Linked DNA regions of Mus musculus: regions 1 and 2 are each linked to region 3. A link is a contact called in public HiChIP or PLAC-seq and promoter capture Hi-C data. All regions are on one chromosome and are shown on one strand. Each heading gives the region's core, a stretch centred on a gene start, on an enhancer-like site or on the middle of the called end of the contact. The rest is flanking DNA. Distances are from core to core; before and after follow the strand shown.

Region 1 (3,554 bases), core at 42-2,541, 2.7 Mb before region 3:
AGTGATGCCCATGAGGTTTCTATCTAACCGTTCCATTTCATCCTCGATGAAAACAAAACAATATTCTCCCTCAAATACTTTAGAATTGTGAACTCGACTTTTTGGGGGTGGGGGTTAAGATTGAATTTATTTTTAGATTCTGTATATGCTTGTGGGGGTGTGCACATGCATATGGATGCCTGCAGAGGCCAGGAGAAAAAGCAGCAGCTCTCCTGGAGTTACACACCACACCCGTTGGGGTGCTTCTGCCTCCCAGGTGCTGATTGAGGACCTGGCTTAGGGACTCCCCTTTTGTACTGCTTTTCTCCACCACAGGACTTCCTCTAGTTGTTCAAATCCTCATTCTACTAGACAGCTCTCCTCTTTGTGAGCTCTCCCCAGTTTCTACCTCTACCAACCTAGGAAGGCTTTAGCCCTTGTCTCCTGGAAAACTGCTCCGGTTTCTTACAGAGTTTCATGCAAATAAGGGGGCGGGATCAAAGGCCCCATGTGTTTTATAAAGACCTTTCTGACTTTGATAGACTGAAATGGTAGTATCTTAAATATTTCCTTGGGGCAAGGCAAGGGATGCTTAACAGATGTTTCCATAGAAGCCTTAGCTAGAGAGCAGAGGGCATGGGAGCTGAGACACCTTCTCCCACCAAGGCTTGAAGGGGTACTGAGGAAGAAGGCTGAATCCCAGTGTGACTGGCAAAGAAAGGAAGATAGCAAAGAACAAGTTCCTGGTTGAAGAAAGTGTACTTGGAGATCCGAGACCCTAGTTATTATGCAAACGGAGCTGGCCAGTACTGGGTAGAGCCCTTAGGAAAATGCTTGACACAGGTGCTTTAAGGGAGGTGCCCGGAGAAAATAACACAGTTTCAAAGTTTGCTTCCTACCTTAATAGGGTTGGAGGCTTCTCTACTTCTCCTCCCCACTCAGGTTGGAAGACCGCCCTTGAGCAAACGGGAGAGAAAAGTGCCAACACAGCCTCCCCCACGAAGGTGGTAGTTCTTTAGAGCATCCCTATCATGCATAATTATGAGAGGAAATTTTCGAACGGATAACTGAACGCCCAGCCCGTGTCGCTTCCAATAAGGTGATCTGGCTTGTTTCACCTGACCCAGAGCAAGGGGTTCCAGCCTGGAAAACGACGACAATCTGCCAGCGGGAAGTGGGATTGCTGGCCCCCGGGGTCTGCTCAGGACGCCGCACACGGTGCGGAGGCGGGAGCGGGAGGGGGAGGGGAGGGGGAGAGGAAGAGGGGAGGGAGGGGGCCCGTGTTCCCGCCGCCCCGCCCTCTGGCTCCCGCGACTAGGCGATTCGGCGTTGCGGCTGTTGCCGGCGGCCTGGGCCGCGGTCCTGGCAGGAGCCGGTGAGCCTCGCGCGCCGTGCAGTGCGCCGGCTGTCCGGGAGATGGCTTCTCCCCGCTCGCTCGCCGTTCGCGCTATTGTCTCACCCGGGGCTGCCTGACTGCGAGCTCGTGCACGCTCCCGGCAGACAGCACCGGGCCCGGGCCCGGCCCCCACGCCCGTCGCTTGCCCGTGTGTCTCCTGCTGCGGGGATCCCAGTGCCCGCGCGGTGCGAGCGAAGGGAGCAGGCGACACTGAACATCACGCGGGGGCTGGAGCCGCCTGGATCTTCCGAGCGAGCCGGGTCGGCGGAGCCCTAGACACCCAGCCACGACAGTCAGGGTGTCGCGGCAGAACCCGCGGCCAGCGCAGGTAGGAAGAGCACGCGGCGGGGAGGACGACCCCGGGGCTGCGGAGCGCCCTCTTAGTCGGGGCGACGTGGGCAGAGCTCCCGCCCCGAAGCGCCAGCGCCGGGGCCAACAATGGCAGGGCCGAGAGCCCAGCCGGGTCCTCCGAGCACTGCAGGTTGCTCGCCCCCGCCCCACGGCTCGCCCGCGACTCGCGGCCTCGCCGGGCTTGCACCCGCCTCCTCCTCCGGAACACACTTCCCGGGTGCAGCTGCAAGACGAGCTGGGACCAGGGGACCGCTTTGGAGTCGATTTGTTTATTAGTTTGTTTAAGAGCAAAACCTGTCCTGGAGTGGGGGGTGGTGGGAGTGGTGCCTTCCTGTGCAGCGGGAGTGAGAAGTCAGCGTCCAACCTCGGGACGGTACACATTTTCGGCCAGGCGGAGGGTAGGGTTGGCCTTATAAGGATACTGCAAAAGCAGAAGACTGAAAGCTTGCAGGAGAGACTAGGACCTTCAGGCCCGAGTCCCCGGCCCTCCGGGAAAGTGCTCCTCTCCTGGGCAGTACTTGCCCCTCATTTTTCAGTTTTACACAGCTGCAGCTTTGGTGCGATGATAGAAGCTGGAAGCCCCAGCAAAACTGCCAAGCTGGGGTGGGTGGGGTGAAAAGTCCAGGGGCTTGGCAGGCTTCTGGGGTGTGGAAAGAGGTTACCAAATGTATGAGGTTAGTGCATTCACCCTTGTTGTGCAGAGGTTGAAGTGTCTAAACTCTGCCATTGCTCCTTCAGGCTAACCTGGCCCTACATCTCACCTCCCTTTAGGTATCTTTGTGGTTTCCCAGTCCCAGCCCACCAGTCATATTTAGGGTGAAAGTCCTATTGTCTCTGGTTGCCCTGGTGTTTTTATTCAACTTGGTCAGAGAGTTCTGCAGCCTGGACTGATAGACCCTAGCAGGCCTTTGATTCCTTAGCGGCTGGCAAGCTACCTGGGCTACAGAAGTGGGCTGATACAGCCCCTCCTTTCTCTAAACTACCTGCTTGTCTGGGACATGGCCAAGCAGATGTAAGCAATTTGCACTGAATTCCAGCCCCAAACCAGCCCTGAATGAAAACTTACTCGATTTGCTCCCACTAGGCCTTGGAAAGAGATTCAGGAGAGAAATGGCAACCCTGACACACAAATAGCCTCCCTCTTTCCAGCTGCAGCTCCTGGAGCCCAGTCAGCGAGCCTGACGCTCCTTCAGAGCCTGGTAGTCCCATTCGGGGCTGTGTCCGTGGAAAAATTCAGTCGAGGCACATTTTATAGCCCTGCCTGACGGCCTGCAGTGTCTGAGGAGACGGTGGCTTTGAACAAGAGCCCTGGACCCAGACTGGGGCTGCTTCTCCTTTGGCTTTTGGGAAGCCCAAGGTTTGGCTCTTGTAGCTCAGAGCTTACTGCTGAGTGCATGGGTGTGTCTGTCTGAATCTGATCAAGCTCCCAGGCCTGGCCAGAAGGCAAGCCTATCCATTTTCCTTTCCACTGGAGCACTGGGTAAGGGAAGGGCAATTCGTTTATTTTGGGCTCTACACATTTTCATTTTTCTGGGGTGCTTCTTTGGCTTTGCCTGTTGGTCTGGAGCAATTTTTTTTCTTCCCCATGACCTAACTGTGCTCCTACAGAGGTTCTACACCTTGTAGCCCTGTAGGTCTCTTTGTGGTGCCCTGTCCCAGTATTTTAAAGGTGTTGTGTGTGTTGTAGGGAGCATTGGAGAGAAAAATGGAGGAGTCTCTGTTTCTTTGGGGATGGTGTAGCTAATCACAAACTTCAGTCCTCCAGGATGTACTCTTAGTCCACACCATGTGGAGTAGTAGCAAGGTGAACGTGAGGCACGGCTTTGAG
Region 2 (3,642 bases), core at 741-3,240, 2.0 Mb before region 3:
TCTGTAAATTGCCCTCTGACCTCTACACCATTCTACTCCCCCCAGATATAATAAAGAGGGAACTCATTTTAAGAGGGTGCTCCAGGCTTCAGCGATGGATAGGAACTTGGTCCTCTTCGTTTGTGTTTGACCTGCTCGTGACACTGATTTACTCTGGTCATCACGCTGACTTTTCCTGAAACTACAGCAATTCAGGAACAGAATACACTGTCATTGGGTTTTTACTTTGATGGAAGAGCTGGAATTTACCCATTCTAATGTTTCTAAAATCTCAGCGCCCTATCAACAGATGCTTTCCTTTTGTGTATTTGAGATTGAAAACTTCCGGAGCACGTTGACATCCGTGACTAGCTCTGTAAGGTCCTAAAACTTTATGACGTCTGCAGTTACATTTCTCACTCATGACAAGGGCTTTAGGATCTAAAAACTCATTGCAGGGATTAGGCCAAGAGGTTGGAAATCTCAAGGGCAGAGGTCAGGACCTCTGAGTGGAAGAAGATCCCCTCAGAAATTCACCTCTCAGTCAGTCCGTCCCTCTCCCCTCAACCCCAGTATCTCTTTTCTTCCCTCCCAGCATCCCTCGGGGAAACAGCTCTTAGCTCCCCAAGTTTGCTCATCTTGGTGGACCCAGGTCTGGGTTGGAAATAGACCATTCCTGTAGGAGATCAGGGGACCCTGGGGCTCACTTTCCCAAAGCACTCACCCCTGCAGGCTGCCAAGAGTCCCCTGCCGAGTGCTGGGCTCTGAGTTCCTTCTTGTGACCTCTGGAGGGGCCGGGGTGCTGTACATCACTGGACCTCTGAGGGGCTTTGCAGCTTCTAAGCCTTTTCAGTGTCGTGACTGACTAGCCAGTATGGCTTCCACTTTTCTTAGCTCTTTCTAAGTTGCTGATTCATAGAGGGGAAAAAGGGTAAACTGGTATGCATTTTGCATATAATCACCTTTTAAAAAAAAAGTAGATAATAGAATGACAGAAAATTCTCCAAATCCCTATGTATTCCAAATTGTATCATTTTGTACTATTGAAATTTCTTATTTAAGTACCCAAGATGATATATATATATATACATATATATATATGTATATATATATATACACATATATACACATACATATACATATACATATACATATACATATACATATACATATACATATACATATACATATACATATACATATATGGGGGGTGTAGGATCTTGAACTCTGATCCTCTGCCTCTGCTCCCTCAGCACTGGGATTTCCAGGTGTGCACCACCGCACTCATGAAGGTGGTTCTGGAGCTGGAACCCCAGGGCTTCGAGTACCTCATGCAATGCAGCCACCTCCCAGTCATTCTTCCTAGATCATATTCACCAAGGTTCTCACATACAAAACTGGTTTTTAGTTTTTGTTTCTTTCTGAAGCTTTTAATCTTCTGTTCTAGAATGTTCTCCCAACAAACTGCCTTCTTTGGGCTGGTGCGATGGCTCTGCAGGTAAAGGTACTTACTGCCAGTTTAATGACCCAAGTTTACCCTCTGCATGCATAGTGGAAGGCAAGAACCGGTTCCTACAAATTATCTTCTGATCTTCCGAGACACACACACACACACACACACACACACACACACACACACACACAGAACGGCTGTACCACCACTACTACTACTAACAGCAACAACAATAGTAATAAGACCCAAACCTCCCTACCTTCACCTGAAATTCCAGGCTGAGTTGGTAGAAGGTTCATCAGAGTTGGTCTACTGGAGGTGGCCACAATGCCCACTGCAGGAGCCGTGCTCTTTCTCACCCAGCTGTCTGTGCTCCCAGTGTGAAGCAGTAGGGCCACTCTCTAGTTTCTGCCAGTTGATGGAAACATGAGGGGCCTGTGGGGGAGTAGGGAGGCGACTGTCAAGAGGCCCAGCGTTTTCGTGAGAAAATCTTCTTCCTCCAACCCCCAGGGCAGTGTGAAAACAGCAAACCACTCTGGCAGAATGGAAAGTCGCTGACAGGAAGCACCCTCCACCGGTGTGCTAATAAGGCCAGGGCACAGGAAATGCTCCGCTCAACCCAGACAGCAGGAAACCCACCTTCAGCCCTCCTGTTCCCCACAGGCACTCTGGCATCTGGGGCCCATGTGGTTGAAGAGTCAGAGACATGACTATTCACCCTGTTTTTCTGAGTGTTAAAAACCTCTAGGGTCAAAATTCGAAGGTTCAAGACAATGTGCTTGCGTAGCTATTGTCATTGGTTATCTTTACTTATTTATGCTTTTCACATCTATTTACTGTGTCTGCACACATGCCGTGCCACATGAGTGGGGGTCAGAGAACACTGGAGGGAGTGTGTTCTTTCCTACTTACTGTGTTGGTCTCAAGAGTCAAACTAGGGTGTTGGACAGAGGCAAGTGTTTGTATCCAATGAACCATCTTGCACACTATGTTTTTTTTGTTTTTTGTTTTTGTGAGGCAGATCTCCCTTCAGAGGTCAAGTTGACTGAACTCATAGTAGCTTCTTGTCTTAATGTCCCTGGTGATGTGCTTACAGGTGTGAATCAGGCTCAGGGCTCAGAATGGTTCTTACCCCTGCTCCCAACCCAAGACAGGGTTTCTCTACACATCCATGGCTTTTCTTTCTTTCTTTCTTTCTTTCTTTCTTTCTTTCTTTCTTTCTTTCTTTCTTTCTTTCTTTCTTTCTTTCTTTCTTTCTTTCTTCCTCCCTCCCTCCCTCCCTCCCTTCCTCCCTCCCTCCCTCCCTCCCTCCCTCCCTCCCCCCCCCTCTCTTTTTGGTTTTTCGAGACAGGGTTTCTCTGTATAGCCCTGGCTGGCCTGGAACATACTTTGTAGACCAGGCTGGCCTCGAACTCAGAAACCCGACTGCCTCTACCTCCTGAGTGCTGGGATTAAAGGCGTGTGCCACCACTGCCCTGTTCTGTATTTCACTACACAGGCCAGGCTGGCTGACCTCAAACTCTCAGAGGTCCTCCAGCCTCTGTCTCCTAAGGGCTGGGATTGAAAAAGTGTACCACCAATGCTGGCCTTAGAATGGTTCTTAGCAGATCTCAAAAGAGCTAGAATTAGTTGTTTAGAGAGCTGTACAGAGCTGGCACCCGCTTGTGGTTCCGTGGGTGGACTGGCTTCATAAATAGATCTTCTGCAGGTGATAATGCCAGAGGTGAGCTGAGTTTCATACTCTCAGAGCCTCTGTTCCGGTATCATAGTGGGAATGGAACCGAGCCCGGGTTACAGGGCCGTTGGCCACTGTTTCTTCCTCAGGGCTTCTGGTGAGGGGCTATCTGTTGCTGGCCTGGCTCTGCTGCAGCCAGTCCCAGTCCTGGGTAACCTCTCATTTCAGGTACTGCTGGGTTTCTCGCCAGCATTTACCTCAAGCTCCCAAGCTTGGGAGAAAGTTTCGAGTTTGTTTCTAAAATCCCTTCCCTTTCGCTTCACGTGTGTCGGGAAACCAACCCTCCTGGCGAGTCAGCCAGAACCACCACGAGTGTATAGAGGATGCAGGGAGCCTCTCTCACGACACTTGCCAAACCAGGTGGAGCTCCAGGTAACTGGAAGGGGTGGCCTCCGTGCCTTTGCCATTCTGCCTCGCTGGGACCTCTTTCAGGTGCACGCTGGAGTTCTTGGCTTCCAGAGCCTGGACACAACCT
Region 3 (3,660 bases), core at 999-3,498:
AGGGCTCTCTTGAATGGTGAGTTGAGCTAAATGGGTAGACGTGACTTATGGGAGAAAGAAAAACAAAATCAAAAACAAAAAAACAGGCCAGATAAATGTCTCATCTTCTGAATCATGAGATGCTTAGCTTTATTCCTGGAAGAGAGTAAATTCAACAACCCAGCTCTATCCCTGACTTGTCTCTCTTTATTTATAAAACTGGGGAATGACGTCAGAACTGGGGGATGAAGCTGTATACATACTAGCATGTGTTCTACCCCTGAGCTATATCCACGGCTTACTTTTGATTTTGTATTTGAATTTTATTCATTCATTCATTCACACACACACACTCTCTCTCTCTCTCTCTCTCTCTCTCTGTGTGTGTGTGTGTGTGTGTGTGTGTGTGTGTGTGTGTGTGCTTGTGTGCGTGGTGTTAGCAGTTGGTTAGGTAGGCATTCACAAGCCAGCTGTGTGAGCGGAGGTCACTTTTGGGAGTTGGCTCATTCCTTCTCCTGTGGGTTTTGCACAGCAAGCTCCCTTACTTGCTGAGCCAATTCACTGGCCCTTTTTGTTTTGAGTCAAGGCTTCGCTAAGTCCACAGACTGGCCTTTCAATAGCTCTGTAGCTCAGGCAGGTCTTGAGCTTGTGTTCTTGTCTCAGCTTCCAGAAGAGCTGGGATTGCAAGTCTAGTGCCACAGAATCAAGCCCCAGGGCTTTAAAGGAAGCCCACGAGGGTCTGAGCCCTGGAAGAGTGAAGGAGATAGCAAGCTGTACCTAGAGATACTTTTGAGATGGCCGCCTAACACATGTGACTGTTCCCCAATGAACATAGCACGCATCTCCTCTGCGAAAAGTGTGGCAGGCAGGAGAGGTCCAAACAGGCAAATCCACACAGCATGTGACATCATGCTGCAATTTGAGTGTGGCTTAGTTCCTGACACTGCCTGTGCTTGGTGAGAATAATGTAATTCAGCCAGCAATGATAATAATGATCCAACCTGCAGTGATGACGGCAGTCCTCAAGTCCTTTTGATCTTGTAATAGTAAAGAATAATGATGGTGGGAACTAGCTCTTTTAATCTTAACGTCACAGGGAAAACTCTGAGTTCAAGGCCATTCTGGTCTACATAGTGAGTTCCAGGCCAGCCAGGGATACACAGTGAGCCTCTGTCTCAAACAAAATAAAAACAAAAACAACTTTACAGAACACAACAAATAACAGTAATTATCCTATGAAATAGAAGAGGGCCTCCTTTGAGGCTCTAACACTCCCACCCATAGCCCCTGTTACTAGGAACATAGTTTTCCTTGCAGATTCTTCACTTCGTTAGGTCCCAAGGAAAGTGTTGTGCTTCTTGCTTGGAGCTGTTTGTACCCATAGTGAAAATGGGCTGGGCTGGAGACATGGCTCAGTGGTTAAGAGCACAGACTGCTCTTCCAGATGCCCTCTTCTGGTGTGTCTAAAGACAGCGACAATGTATCCACATACATGGAATAAATTAAAAAGAAGGAAAGAAAGAAAGTGGGCCTTCCGTTTTAAGTCCCAGGGGCATCAGTTCACCTCTAGGATTGGATTTCTGGACAGGCTGCTCTGCGGACTGGGAGCAGGTGGGCCCAGTAACACATATTGTTAATCACCCCAGAGGCAGTTTTCAGTGGCTTGAGACTGTGTTTGTCATTCTGTAGGTTAGCCCAGAGGAAGATCCACTCAGGAGCGGTAGAATGATCTCTTGTGGGTGGCAGGGAGATGGGGAAAGCAGAGGGACAAGAGCCCCTGGAGGAGGGCAGCTAGGCTAAGTGCTCCCGGGTGTTATAGTATCTCATCCCCCATCACATCTCGGTGGCACATAGCCCTTTTACTGATGAACCTAAAGCCAGCTGTCTGGCAGAAGTAAGTCACAGGAAGTGGGGCCTTGCTTGTCTTATTCTGGAGTGCAAGTTAGTCCCCTTAACATTGTGCCATCGGAACCCGAAAATTTAAGGACCTTCACTCTCTTCCCTAGGGGGCCCAAGTTTATCTTTAGTCTGATCTCACAGTTAGGTCTCCGCTTTCCCACATGGCAGACCAGGAACCTCTTAACCCCATCCCTCACCTCTGTGTAAAGATTTGCCCCCAGAGATCGCCATAGGGTGCAAAGAGAAGTCACGGCTGGGGCGGCAGCCACGCCCGGGCTCCCGACCCTAGGTTTTGGATGGGGGAGGGGACAGCTTCTCCGTGACATCAGCCCTGTTGTGGTGCAGTGTGCAAAGCCTACTGGTTGGCGTGGCGCGGGAAACGCCTTCCGGAGGGGGAAACAAAACGGCGCGCACTCCGGCGCAGCCAGTCACCGCTTCCCTGAGAGCTGTCGCCCGTGCGCCTCCCAGCAGCTGCCAGGTGAGTGTTACCCCGGGTGGTCCGCCTCGGGTCCCCGCAACTGCCGGAGCGCCTGGGTCGCACCCTGCGCCTATTGGTTTTTCCGGTCCTGTCGCAGCCCTGTCGCTTGCAAGAAAAGTTTGTAGGAAGAGTGATCCCAAGAGGGAGGTGGTGGGAAGTGGCTAGAGTTAGCTCGGCAGTGTTTCCCTTTCCTGAAAACTCTGGGTCCCTCCCCATCCCGGGGCTTCCAGGGCAGCTGACTTTCGCGTGCTCTAGACCCAGGGTGACCCTGCCCCCCACCGCCTGCAGGTCCTACAGAACAATCAGCGATTCTGTGGGCCACTGACACTCATTGTAAAGCTGAGGGATGAGGACATCCGTGCCACCCCTTTCCTCTCTCTCTTTTCCTGAGAGAAAGTGCCCGCGAGTGTGTGTGTGTGTGTGTGTGTGTGTGTGTGTGTGTGTGTGTGCATCTGGCTTGGTAGCCCCAGAGTGCAGGTATGAGTTTTCTTTTTTCCTGAAAGAACCAGATGGAAAAGAAAGTCTTGGTGGCAGGTGAGGACTACTGAGATCTCAAAGAGCCAGCAGGGGAGTAGAAAGGGCCTGAGAGCGAGTTGCAGTGTCAGCCAACAAGCTGTTATCTATCTGACAGGTGTTTCATCCAAGTGGCACAGGTCTGGGTCTATTCTGCATGTGCTGCTGTGATCCGTCAGAGCAAGGGTCTAGACTGGGAGCAAGTACTTGATGTCAGGACCATCCCACCCACTTGTCCCACCCACTTCTTACCTCCTGTGGTGCATGAATGGACGGGCCTCCCCACCTTGACAGGACACTGTAATGGGACACCATCACTGCATGCAAGCGGTTCACTTGCCTTTGGTGGGACATTTATCATGAGACTCTGGAATCTTGGTGACAGGGTTTCTGAAAGGCAAGCAGACTGAGTTTTGACTCAGATTTGACACTTAATACACGGATGACCTCGAACAAGTGACACAGCTCAGTTTTCTTCTGGGCCAGTACTTTTTGGAGCACATATTACACACACACACACACACACACACACACACACACACACACACACACACACACACCCTGGCATCCTGCAGAAGCTCAGAGGACTGGGGCTGTTAGTACAGTTGTCTCTGAGCTAGGTTGGGGATTTCCTTCAGGACTGGGCCCTAGGGCTTCCTCCCTGCCTTCTGATCCTCTCACCAGGCCTCTGCTTAGGAAGCCAGGCCTCTGTGTTGGGGAGAGGCTGGTCTGGGCACTGCCTAAGCCTCATTGGAGAATCCAGCTTGTCACTGCACAGAGAGACCCTTTGC

What was found. Promoter capture Hi-C pulls out the DNA fragments that hold promoters and counts their contacts. HiChIP or PLAC-seq counts read pairs in DNA pulled down with a chosen protein or histone mark.
Region 1: a contact with region 3 is called in a promoter capture Hi-C map of embryonic stem cells, with 4 times the contacts expected there. The contact joins the promoter of Pik3c2b here to the promoter of Csrp1 in region 3.
Region 2: an H3K27ac HiChIP or PLAC-seq map of large pre-B cells shows a contact between it and region 3, with 5 times the contacts expected there. The contact joins the promoter of Lax1 here to the promoter of Csrp1 in region 3. A contact is called at or near these places in 1 of 484 Hi-C or Micro-C datasets (B cells) and 1 of 115 datasets of contacts at active chromatin or transcription factors (large pre-B cells).

What each region holds. Positions count from the first base shown.
Region 1 is chr1:133,044,721-133,048,274 of GRCm38.p6, forward strand. Pik3c2b (phosphatidylinositol-4-phosphate 3-kinase catalytic subunit type 2 beta) reads left to right here and starts at 1,292. Exons shown (of 33, transcript NM_001099276.2): 1 at 1,292-1,703.
Region 2 is chr1:133,688,118-133,691,759 of GRCm38.p6, forward strand. Lax1 (lymphocyte transmembrane adaptor 1) reads right to left here and starts at 1,991. Exons shown (of 6, transcript NM_001159649.1): 1 at 1,692-1,991; 2 at 704-887. The coding sequence starts at 789.
Region 3 is chr1:135,726,919-135,730,578 of GRCm38.p6, forward strand. Csrp1 (cysteine and glycine-rich protein 1) reads left to right here and starts at 2,249. Exons shown (of 6, transcript NM_007791.6): 1 at 2,249-2,356.